2 separate regions of the Sus scrofa genome follow, and region 2 is linked to region 1. The links are chromatin contacts, called in public Hi-C maps. All regions are on one chromosome and are shown on one strand. The core of a region is the stretch at or near the end of the contact, and the rest is flanking DNA. Distances in the headings are between cores, read along the strand shown. Region 1 has its middle 25 kb from the start of RPL29. Region 2 has its middle 20 kb from the start of DUSP7.

What was found. Hi-C and Micro-C count contacts between places; a contact is called where the count stands out from the background.
Region 2: a Hi-C map of skeletal muscle shows a contact between it and region 1, with 6 times the contacts expected there. The contact joins two enhancer-like sites. A contact is called at or near these places in 18 of 47 Hi-C or Micro-C datasets (alveolar macrophages, blood, brain and 9 more) and 1 of 2 datasets of contacts at active chromatin or transcription factors (skeletal muscle).

Annotation. Positions count from the first base shown.
Region 1 is chr13:34,143,599-34,150,966 of Sscrofa11.1, reverse strand. No RefSeq gene overlaps it. Among named protein-coding and RNA genes, the nearest start is that of RPL29, 25 kb to the right of the region's middle. Within about 2 kb of position 4,231, at least 19 of the 83 cell types and tissues checked have an H3K27ac peak or open chromatin away from gene starts, as enhancers often do. A contact at or near this core is called in skeletal muscle, where this site is marked.
Region 2 is chr13:34,186,558-34,193,925 of Sscrofa11.1, reverse strand. No RefSeq gene overlaps it. Among named protein-coding and RNA genes, the nearest start is that of DUSP7, 20 kb to the left of the region's middle. Within about 2 kb of position 3,800, at least 27 of the 83 cell types and tissues checked have an H3K27ac peak or open chromatin away from gene starts, as enhancers often do. A contact at or near this core is called in skeletal muscle, where this site is marked.

The sequences.
Region 1 (7,368 bases), core at 2,982-5,481:
CTTGGGCCAGACATGACAAAGACCCAGTGAAGGGTCCCCAAGGACCAGGGTCCCAAGAGCCCCAGCTAAGTGTTCAGGAGAAACACTGTAGAAATGAGCACTGTGAGGGCCTGGCCCAGAAACCCAGCAACTCCCCAGCAACCCCTCACTCCTGCTTCTCCCTGAACCCAGCCACGGAGTTACTTACCGTCCCTCCAATGTGATGGTCCATCATGCTATTTCCAGCCTTTGAACCCCTTTCACCTCCTCCCTCATGAAGCTCTCTGTGACTACCAGGGTGGATCAAGAGCCACTTCCAGGTTCCCGCAGCACTGTACTTCCCACTTCATGGCACTGGGTGGTCTGCCCCATAGGTGCCTAGTTGCCTCCCCACCAGAATATGAGCCTGAAGCTCACGCCATGGTGCAGTGGGTTAAGGATCTGACTGCAGTGTCTTGGGTTGTTGGCGGAAGTGTGGGTTTAATCCCCTCCGGCCTGGTGCAGAGAGTTAAAGGATCTGGATTTGCTGCAGCTGAAGTATAGGTTACAGCTGTGGCTCGGATTCATTCTCTGGCCCAGGAATTTCTATGTGCTGCAGGTGTGGCCATAAAATTAAAAAAAAAAAAAAAAAGAATATGGGTTCAGTTAAGAGTGGGGCCTGGTGATGGTGACCTTGGTGGCCCGGAGCTCTGCCCAGGATCGGCTCAGCAGAGTTGGTACAACAGGACAGGCTGAGACGCTGTTCCACTCACAGCTGTGTGGCCTTAGGCCGGGAGTGCCACCTCTCTAGGCATCTGTTTGCTTGTCTATGGACTGGGCACACAGCAAAATTTCAGTATTTGATGAACACATGAATGAATAAGAAGCTGGTCTAGAGGGTGTGCAATCCCTGTGACTCAAACCCTCTAAAGTTTCTCTCCTCATTCAAGCCACAAGGCTCTCTGCCCAGGTATGTGCCAGCAGAGATGGCCACTGGCCTTGGGATGAGGTGGACAGAAGCTCTGGGAATGGTCAGGGCAGGCAGGAGCTACAGCGGAGCTGAGAAGCTGGGACCTTGATGGGGTGATGGGTGACAGAGCCTTGGAGGGAAGGCATAAAGACTTCAGGATGACAGGTGGAGTGTCCATCCCTGAACATTCCTGGTGTGCGAGAACCCCAGCCTGCCTGGGGGCAGCACGCCGTCCCCAACTTCCCCACACCCCAGCAGCTTCTCCTGAAACCTGCTCGGCTCTAACCGTCTGTCACCGGGGCTGGTGATTCACACGCTCCGTTCCTCTTTCCTCTTCCTGACTAATTATAGCTCCTGCGTGTTTTTCCCCCTGGAAAAAATGTCTTCTTAAAAAAATATATCCCCAAGCCAGCAGTGGTTAACTTGGTGAGCAGTGTGCAATTCAGATGTACTCTGAGGACGGGAGGGTTCCTGGTGTGGGGAGATGTCTTCTGTCCAAAAGAGGAAGGGACAGGCGTGGGACTCGGGGTGGCTATGGGACACTTCAAGTAGCAGAAGCTCTGCCCACCCCCCACTCCACCTGTTATGACTCTGGGGACCCTGAGGAATTGCAGTCACAGTAACAGTAATGGGGACTCTATGGAGCACTGTGTGCTGGGCACAGTGCCAACTGTTCACTACGTGCATTGACATCTCTCCTCTGACACCTGCTGAAGTAGGCCCTGCTGGCCCCACTCTGGACAAGAGGATATGAGCTCAGAACCCTCCTGGGGTCACACAACCATCTGTGGTGGGGTCAAATGTGAAGCCTGGGGCACCAGGAGTTGTGGCAGGTAGGGACCAGGGCCAGTGGCCTGAGAAGAGGGAGGCCCAGGGCCATTAGCCCCTCCAGGCACATGGCCCTCTGGCCTGTTTCTCCCTCCCCCGGCTTCTGGGAATCCAGCAGTTCCTCTGGAACTGGGCCAGAGTTGAGACCACAAGTGTTGTCTGAGCTCTTCGTGGGGCCCAGTGAATACACGTTAGAGCAGATGTCTGAGCAGGCGCCCTGGCCAGGTGGGGAGGGGAGACACTGCTGGGACCTGGTTCTAGAGCAACAGAGACAGAGAGGCCGAGATATGGGAGACCAGGTCAGGGAGCCAGACAGAGATAGAGAGAGGGGCAGAGATGGAAACAAACAGAGAGACAGGGTCAGGTCTGAGTCAGAACCCAAAGGACCAAGATAACCCCAGAGAGAAGAGACAGAGACACAGGGCAGGGGACTGAGGCCCAGACTGAGCAGCAGGGACAGCTGCAAAGGGAGAGGACCCCAGACCTGGCATGGCCAAGGGGCTAGATCAGCCAGAGAACCAGAGGCCTGGGGACTAGGAAAGAGTTGGGAGGGAGGGATTGTTGAAAAAATGGTGAGGAAAGAGATGGAGGCCCAAGACCGCATGAGGTCAGGCTCTGCTGGCAGGGAAGGGTGGCTGTGGACACTCCAGGCCTGGTGTAGGAGTTGGGAGCATGAGGCCTCCTCATTTCTATCAATCCAGGAAGACTGCCTGGGGAGGTGGCTCCAGAGGGGGTGAGCACATGGGCATTAGGAGAGCTGAGGTGCATGGATCAAATGAGCAGGGTGGAGGCAGGAGGGGGGCATCCCAAGAGGGCTCCCCTGGAACCACCTCTCTGAAGCTAGCCTGTGCCCCCCTCTCCACCAATGCCAAGGCCAAGACCCACTCCAAGGGCTGAGGAAAATCCAGGCAGAGCTAGGCCTCTACTTTTCTCCTGGGGAGGAGTTTGTGCGGTCAGCCTGAGGCCAGAGGCCTCCTGCCTTGTCCAGCAGAGCCACCAGCCTCCCAGCAGGGAACAGGAGGGAGGCAGGTTCAGTGGGCAGCCTTCCCTGGTGTCAGGCTGGGACAACCCCCCACACCCCATTCCCCACCAGCCATTAGGAAAGACACCCCCTCTACAGCCCCCAAGGCTAGGGGTCTGTCCCACTCAGACTTCTCAGGCAGAGCCAGGAATCTCTCAACTTAGGACAGGACTGTGCTTCCTTCCCCTGACCTTCAAGGCAGGGCCTGTGCTCCCCTCAGACCCTCCAGGCTAAGGGAGGACCCCTTCCCCAGGCCCCTCATCCCACTTTGCCTTGGCAGCCCAAGAGGTGTCGACAGCCCTGCTAACCACAGGCAGGCTGGCCCTGGCTCCAGCCATCACCTCCCCCCAAGTCCTCTGGACACCTGACACGGCTGCTGCCTGCCCTGGATCAGGGCCCAGTACCCAGGGCCTGTAAGCCAGGCAGCTGTCGCGATTTCCGGCTCAGGGGGCCTCCAGGGCTAACACCTCTTAGCCACTTTCTCATTTTGACTCTCCCGGCCAAGTCTGGGCTTTTCTGGGGTCGGTGTCTGGATCCTGGAGCATCTGTCATGGGAGGGGAGGGAGTCACAGCAGGGAGCAGGTGGCCTTGAGTGGCCTTGAGCCCAGAAGACCAGCACAGGCTCCCAGGATATGCCCTTGAGCCTTAGGGATGAGGGAGGAAGTGGCTGCCGACCCCTGGGAGGGGGGGTTCACCAAGGCAGGAGGAAGGTGTCCCTGTAGGCCCCTCATTATTGGTCCAGCCACCCAAGAGGGCTGGGGACACTATGGCGATCAGGGCATTTTGATGGAGACACCTGGTTTACGGATCCCTGAGATAAACCAAGAAACCTCCTTTTATAATGACATAACAGGGTAGGGTTTGGAGTCTGACAAACCAGGTCTCTTCAGCTCAGGCTCTGGAGACATGACCAAGCCTCAGTTTCTTCGTCCATAAAATGGTGCTTCCAGTAACTCCTTTCTCAAAGAATGCTGTGAACAATTGAGATTTCACACATGAAACTGAAACATGAACGGCTCTGCTTTAGCAGCTCAGGTCCCACCAGAGGCTCCAAATTCCTCCCCAGAATCCCCTCAGGGCCCCTCCCCATAGGAGAAGATAGGCAGCCCTCAGACCCTTGGTGCAGCCTGGGGCAGACTAAGCTGAGGTCTGAGGGGAAAGACAAGGCCTGGGTGGGGATAAGGAGCTAGGAGAGCCGGGTGGTGGTCCCCTCCTGGGTGGGACTGCTGGCCAGCCCACAGTCCCTTACCTCGGGCCTCTGAGCCACAGGGATTGGACTGGCTGAGCACCTCAGTCACCCTCTGCACCCCCACCCTGGCTCCAGCCTCCTTCCAGGCCAGCTTGGCCTTTGGCCCCAGCTCCTCTGACAAGAAGAGAGGGAGGACACTGGGCCACCCTCATCTCAGACCATTTTTAGCCCCCAAGGAACTCGGCGTCCTCCCAGCAAGGGTGCGTGGGTCGTAGCTGGGTATTAATAGCTCAGTTGACTGGGACTTTCGCAGCCAAACCCTGGAGGCCTTGCATCCTGGGCGGGCTGGGCAGCCCTCTCCTCGTCCACACATCCTCCACTGGCTCTCGTGCATTCCTGTCCCCCAGGTCTTCTCTCACCTCCCTGCAGCCCTCACCCTCTTACACATGCTGGTTCCCCTCTTGGCTGAATCTCCCTGTGCTCCCCTTGGGGAGGAGGAGACCTCCTGGGTCAGGGCCCCAGCAGTGGGTGAATGGCTGAGACTGGTCCATGACCAGGCCCCGTGGGAGATGAGAACAGAGAGGCCTGTGATAAGGCTTCCTCCTTGGCACCCTTCTCTGCCTGCTGGCCTCTCATTCCTGCTTGCCTCCTCCACCCCAACTCCCCCACCAGCTGCTGTGTGGGCTCATCCCCAAATCTCTGGTCATGCTGGGCCCAGAACAGAGAAGAGGCAGGAAAACTCAGCTGGCAGAATGGAGGCCTGGAAAATGTGCCCAGGACGATGCTGCCTGCACATGGCTCAGGTGGGACAGCAGATGCCTGAAGAGCCTGAAGGACCGCCTCTCGGGGCAGTCTGGGAAGTGAGAGGACCCTGGGCAGTGACTGGGGACCTAGGGCCTCGCCACAGTTCTTCTTCTGAGACCCCCTCCAGAAAGATCAGCACACAGCTGATGTTAACCTCTGACCTCTGACCCTACCTCAGCCTGAGTCCTGACCTTGACCCCAGAGAGCCTGGCTCATCAGGTTCTGAGTCATGGCCCCTGCCCTCTGAACCCTGACTCTAAGCCAAGACTGGACTTCTGACCATTGGACAAGACTGAAGCTCAACCCTCTGATCTCTGACCTCAGCTCCAGTTTAAGTCTAAGCCCTTAAGCTCAAGTTGAATGTGGGCCACCATCCTCTGGTTCCCACTCCAGACTGAGTATTCAAGCCAGTTCCAGGTTTAGCAAGGACTGGTCCCTTCTTGCCTTTCTGAGCCTCAGTCCTGAGCTTATCCAGTCTCCTAGCTCTCTACTCAGCCTGGAGGAGGCCCTGAGTGCTCCTCACAATCCCTCAGCCACCCCCACCCCAAGTTTTGAAGCAAGCTGACACAAGGAGCACATCACACTAGGCGATTTATGACTTGGACGAGCAGAGGCCTGAAACATATGCTATTTCTGGGCTGGATCTTGTTGTTTGGACCAGGGGGAAACACAGCCCACAGCAGAGGGAAGGGAAACACAGATGGGCAGATGGGCCCTCGTGTTCCCAGACACCACATGGTGGGGCACAGGGGCCCCAGGTGACCTGGGGCTGGGGCCATGCTCTTCTGGGGCAGATAAGCAGATGTGCCCATTCTGACCTGGAGGAAACAAATCATGAAAAATGGGACACTCTCCCCAACTCCTGCACATCGTTTTCTTTCTAGCTGCAGATCCCATACTCCCAGCAGCTCAGAGTGGAAACTGGGTCCAAGTCCCATCTCTCCTCTCCACAGACTGTGAGCCCTGGGGCAGGTCGCTTAGCCCTGGCCTCCAACAACGTCAGCAGCCTCATCTGTAAAATGGGGATGTGACGCTACTTCCTCGTGGGGTTCTATGAGGACAACCAGAATCTCGGCGGCAAAGGCCCTGTGCATGCCTGGCACATGTCAAGAGCTCACTATAGAGGCGCTCCTAAGATTTTATCAAAGATCAAAGCCCAGCTGTTCCATTTGGAGGGTCAGTAGCCTCCCCCTTCCATTCCCACTGCAGGATTCCTGGGGGACACAGTTTGGAAACCCTTGACCTAGATTCTGGGCTGGCAGTAGGACCAAAAGTAGCATTAGCTGATGATTACAGGAGCCGGAACAGCATGGAATTTGTCAGCGTGGAATTAGGTCACAGAATTCTTAAAACAGAGGAGCCACAGAAGCCAAAAAAACTCAACATCTGAAGGCATAGTGATCTCCTGGGCCAAGAGTGGTGCGGGCCAACCAAGAAAGGATGGATTCCTGGCCTTGGATAGCAGACTAGGGCACCATCACATGCCCATGGGCGTTTCCTACATGTCCTGGAGCATCCAGAGAGGTGGAGAGCCTCCAGTTGCACCACCATCTCCAAAGCCCCACATTTCCTGGAGATTTCCTGCTTTCCCACTGTCACTCTGCTCAGGTGACTGGAAGGCCAGCTGCTCCTGGGCCTCCCTTCCCAGCCAGATTACCTCTCTGACCCCTCCCAGGGGCCCTTGGGGGCAAATCCCAGGGGCCATCCCTGCTGCCACCAGAGGCCCTGCAGAGGCTTCGGACACACTGGTGACCTTAGGCCTAACCTTTTCTCAAGAGCAAAGCGAAGGAGCTGGCCCTGTGGGAAGAAGGTGAGCACCGCACACTGGGGACCCACTGCACCAGGCGTTTCATGTCCATCACCTCTGATTCAGGAAACAGAGCTGGACGGGGGAGTGACATGCCCAAGGCCATGCAGCTGGGAAATGGCAGGGGGAGGATTTGCCCTAAAGCTGCTGCCCTGAGAGGAGAGGCAAGAAGTGAAGTCCCAGGAGTGGACAGGCTATCCTCTGTGCACAGCAGCAGAGACCTACAGCCAGTACAGTCTGCTCCCTGATCTCTGGGGGCTCCCAGCCTCCACCATGACCAGCTGAGCCCCCACCCCTGGTGCCATTCCCACTCGACCTTTCCAGGTGGCTAATGAGGGCCCCAGCACCACTCAGTAATTGGCTTCATTAGGCGGCTGGGGCTGCCCAGGGGATGGGGTGGCGGATGCTGGGCCCCATGGGGACAGGCCAGACAGCCTCCCGTTAATTACCTGAAAAATCAGACAATTAGGCCTCCTGCCACCCGCCTGCCCACGTCCTGCTGGCCCCTAATTACTGACGGCTGCTAAGCAGACCGGGAGTGACCTGGATTTGGACTGAGGACCAGCCACTGCCATCTCTCCCATCCCCCACTCTGCATCTATCACAGGCTACAGACACAGAGAGCTGGGAGGAGAGTTCTCTCAGGGATCTTCCTCTGGTCCCCCTTCCCCACCCATTATGTCTCCTGCTGAGGGCAGCTCTGGAAGAGAAGAGATGGATGCCGGGAGCCCCAGTGGTACTCAGGGAAAACGGGTGGGCTGCTAGGGAAAGAGTTGACCCAGAAAGGGGGG
Region 2 (7,368 bases), core at 2,551-5,050, 43 kb before region 1:
GGCTCAGAGAAATTTAGAGTGCTGCCAGGTAAGAGGGCCCCTGGGTGAGCACTGGCTCTTGGTCACAGTTCCATGGTCCGCAGCTCCCTGCTCCTTGCCTGCGTATAGGGATGGTCTGATGATTGATCTGAGGTGTCTTCCAAGGGTCATCAGGAAGGGCCTTGCTCTCTGGCTGCTCCCCCTGCCCCATTCTCCTTTGCTGTTTCCTGCATTGCCCAAAGACACTCCTCACTAGCCCCGCCCCACCCCAATTCCCAAGTCCTGTCTGTCCTCAGCACCACACCTCCGTGAGCTATCTCTGTCCTCCACTCGCATGGCTGCAAACCTGGGCTTGCCAGTAGCTGCTTCTCTTTCCCCCAATGGAGCCCAGCCTAGGGGCTTGGGCTGGTGCTCCTGGTGGAGGAGGAGCAGGAACAAAGGCTGGGCTCAGCTTTTCCTCATACCCCCTGGAGCCAGGCCCCTGCAGCCCTCTCCTCTACCTCTCCCTGGTTGTAAGGTTGCCCCACTTCATTGTCCCATTGGCACCTCTGGGCCAGGACCGTGGGTGCAGTGTTTTCTGCATCTCAGATTCTTTCCCTGGGCTTCATGCCCAGAAGTGGCATTTCCAGGGCAAACACCTGTGCTCTATTTTTTCCAATTGGTTTCCAAAGGAAAGCAGGATCGTTTGTAAGTTCGACTATTATTGTGGCTGATTTACAGAAGCCATGTATCCGCAGTGCCAGGCACCCAGCAAAGTGGTAAGGGCAGAATCATTCCTCAGCTGCAGCCCCTGCTTGGGGCCCGCTGCTCCAGCTGCCCTCATGACAGTCCTGCCTGGGAGTTGCGCTGGTATCTGATCTGGTGGCAGCTCTAACTGCAGTAACATTAATAATAATAACACATAAGCATGACCTTTGCTCGGGGCCAGTGTGTCCCTCTGGTTTTACATGATAAACTCATTCAATCCTCCCTGTAGTCCTTGGAGGGAGGTGCTGATTATCCCCAATGGGCAGATGAGGAAGCCAAGCTGGGAAGGGTCCATACTGGGGTCTGCTTGCACATCTGGCTGCTAAGGAATCCCTGCTCTTGTAAAAAGGGAAGAACAAATCTGACTCCATGGTGAATCTGTTTCTTTTCCCTTAACCTTTGATTCTATGGTTTTTACTACAAGTTAAGAATGTTGCCTGTAGCCTGAAAAAACACAGGATAGCCCCTTCTCAAGGCTCCGGCCTTTAAAGGTATAACACTTTTCCACATACAGAGATAAAAAGTTGCAGAACAGAGAAAAACATTGGTCTTGCTGGAAGTTTAAAGGAACACAGTGACCTGACCTACCTGGACAGCTGCAAGAACAAAAGATTGTGATACCAAGAAGTTTGCAAATGCCAAACACAACCCCTGTCCTCTAAGTATAAAAGAAGTCTGAATTCTAGCTCTGGCAAGGTGCTTCCCTGAGACACTAGTCCACCATCTTCTCTGTCCACTGGCTTTCAGAATAAAGTCGCTATTGCTTGCCCCAACAATTCATCTCTCAATCTATTGGACTGTCACGCAGTGTAGCAGTATAGGCTTGGACTCAGTAACACTCTCAACTATTGCAGGTGCGAGAGGTCCACAGGGGCTTTGACTGCTCCTAATCCCAACAGCACCTGAGCTTCCACCGATACCAACCCCAGGAAAGCAGCACCTTGGGGATGGGGGCCTGTAGCTCCCTTTCTGAAGGGATTGCGAGGCATCTGTGGGCTCCCCGGGAGGGCGGGGCAGGAGAAGCAAAGGAAGAGAGCTGGCATCACCTCGAGGAGCTTGGGAGGGAGTGCTGAGTCAGGACTGTCCCAGAGTGCACAGGTTGGAGGGGGCAGAGACTCAGGGGCAGCCAATTCTAATAGGTAAGGTGGGCTGGGAGGATTCCCAGAGAAGGGGCCATCTTGTAAAGATGAAGTTTCCACTGCTCCTGACTCCAGGCCTTTGTACCCGTGATTTCCTCCCTTTAACTATCTGTATTGCCCATGGCTCCCTTCAACGGGCTATCTCTGTCTACTCTTTCTCTGAGTTTGGCTCAAATGCCTCTTCCTCCAGGAAGTCTTCCCAACCTCCTCCCCCAGCTGAGGTTCTGGTGCCTCCTCTGGTTCCCATGGCCCGTTGTGCAGCCCCATCCCCTGGGGGCCTGGCTGGCCAAGGTGCTACGTCCAGCTGGGCATCATCGGCCCTCTGACCACTATCTGGGACACCTCTGGGAACTTGCCCGGCTCTGGATGTCAGGCCTGTGTGGCCTGTACACACAGAGATGTTGCATGTGCCCAGTGCACACGCCTCCCTGTGTGTTCTCACGCGTTCAGGCATTGCTGATTCTGCGCCTGCCTTTGGAGATGCTGAGGAGGGGGACTGGGCACCCTGGCACCACTGACAGGACCTCTTGCCTCTGCAGCCTCTGTTCTCACTGCTTCTGTGCCCACCATGGTTGCCTGCCCTCCCCTCTGGTTCCAGGCAGAGCTCCTGTTTATAAATATCTGCCACTGCGACAGCTAAGTGGAGGGGTCTGGAGGCCACGCTAATTGATTAATTAAACCCTCTCGGTTAATTAGCTCCATCCCTCCAGGGAAAAAAGTCTAGAGCTGGAGCCAGAGCCTCCTCTGGGCTGGGGGAGGTATAATTAGCCTAGGTCAGGCTGAGCCTGATGCCAGCTGCTGGGGGCAGCGGAGAGCCTGGGAGGAAAGCAGTTCAGGGCACCGGAGCCAGCCGGGCCACCTGGGGTGGGGAGGGGGGGGCTCCAGCTTCAGCCTGAACCAGCCGTTCCTGATCACTCTGCCCAGCCTGCAGGCTTTTCACCTGAGCCCCAGAGGAGGAGGGGAGAGGTGAACCCAGAGGGGCAGGATCTGTGGGAGCAAAGAAGTGGAGGCTGGCCTCGGGACGATAAAAGTGACTTTACTTGGTTAACGCTCCCATACAGGGGCTGAGGAAGGCTCCAGTCTCTAGAAAGACCCTCTCACCTGTGCTGCTCCAGCACAGTGAAGGTCTTGAATGCCAGCACAAGAGATGGAACTTTCTCTGGATGGTGAGGACATGACAGGTTTGAGGCCCAAGAGGGACCTGATCAGGTTTGGGTTTTGGAAAGATCTTGGGGAGGGGGAACTGCTCAGGAAGGAATGGATTAGAGGGACAGGAAGGGGTGGGAGCTGGCAAAGTTGGAGGGGCCTTTAGGGGCCCAGAGAGGGTGGGGTCCATCAGGTGTGGGGACAAATGAGGAGTTCTAGCCAGGGTGTAGCAGACCAACTAGTGCCGTGTGGCCCACCCAGTGCCCTTTTCTGGGCCACTCTCCCCTCACCTGCAAGGTTGGGGGAGGGGTTCCCTGAGGGCACAGCCATGTGATGTGAAGTCACCACTGTTTCCGTGTCCCAGGACAAAGCACCTGCTCTACCTCCAAGCTCTCTTGGCACTTAGGCATCCTTAAGTATGCAAAGAGCAGAACCCAGCCCCAACAATGATCTGTAACAACATGACTACAGACCTGAGGAGCCCAGGGGAGGGAGGGGGACACCTTCGGGAAGACGCCTGTATACCCTGTGCTCGGCTGGCCCCAGGGAGGGAGCTGACCATGGGTAGGAGGCCGGGAGCCCAGGACACTCTGACCGCCACAGCAGTAGGCAGGGCTGCAGCCTTGGCAGGAAGCCGACCCTGGGCCGGTCCTCCAGCTCCCTGAGTGGCTGCCCAAGTGGGAACAATGACCCTTTCACGTCACGCCTCCTCCAGTCACAGCAACTTTGGCGCCGCAGGACAAAGGGGCCGTTTCATCATTGTTGGCCTGGATCAACAGCCCGCCCGCCCGCCTGAGCCCTTCTGCCCCCACCTAGCCCAGGCCTGGGGCAGGGAGGCCGACTGCCCAGCCTGGCCAGAGCCTGGCACCTTCTCCCCATCTGGCTCAGCCACATCCTTCCTGGAGGCCCTCCTTGCCTTCCTTACCTTTCCCCTTTGGGCTCAGTCAGAGCTGGGGCAGAACCATGCTATTGGGACCTATGAGGACACAAGGCTCTTCCCCAAGCCGTCCCCTCCTGAGTCTGGGTCTCCCTCTCTCTGTGAGAGGTCTCCGAGGCTCCATCCCCATCTGTCACCCTGACTCTGAGGGCTGAAACTTTCTGCTTATGCCCCTGCCCTCAACCAGTGCTGGCCCTCACTGAGAGCACAGAGGGGCAAGGAGCCCCTGGCCCACAGGGTGGGAAAGCAGAGGAGGTCTCTTGGTCTGAGTGCTCACTAAGGCCCTGCTTAACCTCTGCTCCCTGTGACTTTTTGTGGTGTGAGCTAATTCCAAGGCCACCTTGCTCATCCTTGGGCTGGTCTCACGTCCATGAGCACCTGGCTATATATGTACCTATATAAACACATGGGCCAGGGCTCTCTCCAGGGCAGGTTCTCCCCACTCACAGCCCTGCCTCCTGCCTCCTTTGGTTAGGGACTGGGGATTGGAGCCCTGAGCCTCCAGGCTTCCTCTTTATCCATTTGGCCAAGGTTGGCTTCCTAAGAGGGAGAGAGGTGGGGCCTTGGGGAAGAGGTTCCTGTCTGAGAAATCAAGACAGAACCCGCACCTCCTACCCCCTGGGTCAGAGCTGTGTCAGGGAGCAGCCCGACAATCCAGACATAAGGGGCCCAAGGCAGGGCTGTGGGACAGGGTGGGGGCCTTGTGGTGGGTGCCCGCAGCCTTGGGCCTGTGGGCAGCCCTGATGTTGGTAACTCACCCCCAGTGGGGTGCAGGGAGAGTCCAGCTGCTGGGTGCCAGCAGAGGGTGAGGATGCAGACAGTTCATCCAGGGGGCTTGGGGTCACCCCTGGGCACATCTGCATGACATAAACCATTTAAGCAGCCAGCTCTTGAGAAGGCCCCACACTCTGGGCCTGGATCACCCCTTCTGCTCAAGGAGGACACAGGCTCTTTCTCCAGAACTCCCAGTGGGCCAAACTGGGAGGGTCCTGATGCTGGGGTGGGGCAAAGCCAGGGGCATATGTGTACCACAGATTTCCCCATTTCACAGATGAAAAACCCTAAGGCTCAGAGGGTGAAGTGGTCAGTCTAAGCCACAGAGCAGATGAGCGGGAAAACACAGCCTCAACAACTGGGGAGGAGGGAGCCAGAATTTGGGGCTAGTCGCTGCTGGCGCCTGGTCTCCGGGTGACCCGCCTGGGTGCTGGGCAACAGGCTGGCTGTTGAGGGCAGACATAGTGTGTATGGCTGCAGGGAACGTGCAGGGCCAGGCCTGCACCCTGGTTCCTACAGCTGCCCTGCCCTGCCTGGCCTGGCGGCACTGCACACACACTGCCCATTTGCCCTGCCTCACTTCCTCTGACTAAGACTAAAGAATCACCCCTTCAGGGGACTGGAGCCTGGCACCCGTCAGCAGGAAATGCCTGGCCCAGCCCTCTCCAGAGCCTGCCTGCCCTGCACCACCACCCCTCCTCAGCCCCAGTCTGGAGTCCTAGGAATATGTGGGGGTGGGGCCGCTGCCTTGGGTAGAAGGTGTCAGGCTCAGCCTGGGAGTGGAGGCAGGTGCTGTCCCACCCAAACCTAGTCAAGGGCCCTTTCCGCCCCAGCAGCCCATCTTGTTGACCTCCAGCCTCAGAACCCCTGGCGCCTTAGGCCTCTCCCAACCCCCTCAAGCCCAGGACTCTGGGTGGGGATGGGGCGGGGATTAAGGGCGGAGCTCCTGCTATAACTCTAGCTGCAAAAGACCAAGACCTGGGCTCTGAGCACAATTTGAGCCTCCTTCCATTCTAGAAAGCCTCTGAACCATTTCCCTCCAGGGACCAGAGAGGCTGAGGCTGTCTCAAGATGCCTGAGGACAGAAGTGGAAGCCTGGCCTGAGGATGCGGGAAGCTTCCCCCTCTAGGATCCCCACCCAGATAATTTGCTACAGACACCATCAGGGTGAGGTGGGGTCTGCAGATGGGGCTTTAAGCAACTTATGGCTACAGGTGGGGTCACAGCTCTAACACAGCCCTCAGTCTCCAGGCTGTGCCCCAGGCTGGGGACCCAGCCGCAGTCAGCACCTGCCCAAGCTAGGCCTGGACTAAGCATAACAGACAACTGAGACCTGAGGGAGAAGCACAGCTGCCCAAGAGGTCCTCAGCAGGGCCTGGAGGCTGAGGCTCTGGATTCTGGCTGCAGCTCTGGCCCCTAAGGGCTGTGGACCTGTAGCTATGTCCCTAAGCTCTCTAGACCTCTCCTCTCCTGCATACTGGCTGGACTTCACTGAGGGCTGCTCCCACTTCAGACACCCCAAGTTCTTGTATAATACCTGCCAGGCCAGACACAGCATGGTCTATTTGCCAACAAGCCCCCAAATGGCCACCTCATCTGTCTCAATGGTTCTGGGAGGGGACCCACTCTGTTCCCAGCCTCTCACCTCCCACACAGGGTCACTCTGAGAGTATTTTCCCTCAGCCCCAAGACTTCCAAGAGCCTCTTACTGCATAGGTGTGTGCCCCACTGCTGCCCTGGGCTTGGTGAGCGGCTCCCAGCCTTGGGATCCAGGGCCAGCTCTGCTTGGAGCTGGGCCTCAGCTGCTACCTCTACACAGTGCATCCGTGCTCTTCTCAGGGGCTGTGGCCAGGCTCAGAGATGTCTTGTGAAAAATAGCTCTGGAAACAGCTAAGTCAGATGGGGATCACATATGGCCATGTCCCAGCGGCAGGAGCTCTGTAGCCAAGCTGAGAGTCTGGCTTTGCAGACTGGTTTGTAGTTCTACCTCGGAAGTGACCCTTCACTTCTCTGAGCCTCACTAAGTGGGGATAATAAACTCCCCAGGTGTGGGAGTGACTTGTCTGAGCCACCAGGCTCTGGAGAGAAGAGAAGCAGCTGTTATTGGGTTTGGCTGCTGGTGGCAGGGGAGGGGGCGAGGGCAAGAGCTGGCCCTTGGCTGGGGCTGGATTCCCAGGGCCTCGCCTCACTGGGGAAAGGTCCCCAGGGATGCACCTTTAGGTCTGCCCACGTAGCCACACTGCGGGGTGTGCGCCAGCCAGAGGACCAAGGGGATAGACATGCTTAAAAGTGGTGGACACAGTCTGCTGACCCTACAGGTGGGTGGGAGGGGCAGAGTACTGGGTCACTCTGCCCTGGGCCTGGTCTCAGGAAACAGAAGGCAGAGAGAGGGGAGGTGTCAAGGCCTCAAGAGGGTGGTCGTAGGCCCCTCTCCTCTGACAGCAGGCCTGAACTCTGCTACCTGAGCCTGAACTCTAGGCTGGGAGAAGTCCTAGGGCTTCAGCTGGCAGCCAGCTGTCTCAGCCATGCTCTGCCTCCCAGGAGAATTCTTCCTCCTGAGTATCTGGGGTCAGCAGTGACCCCTGACCAAAGGTGAAAACTTGACACAAGCTCTCCAAACTCCTCTATCAGGTTCTCATTTTACTG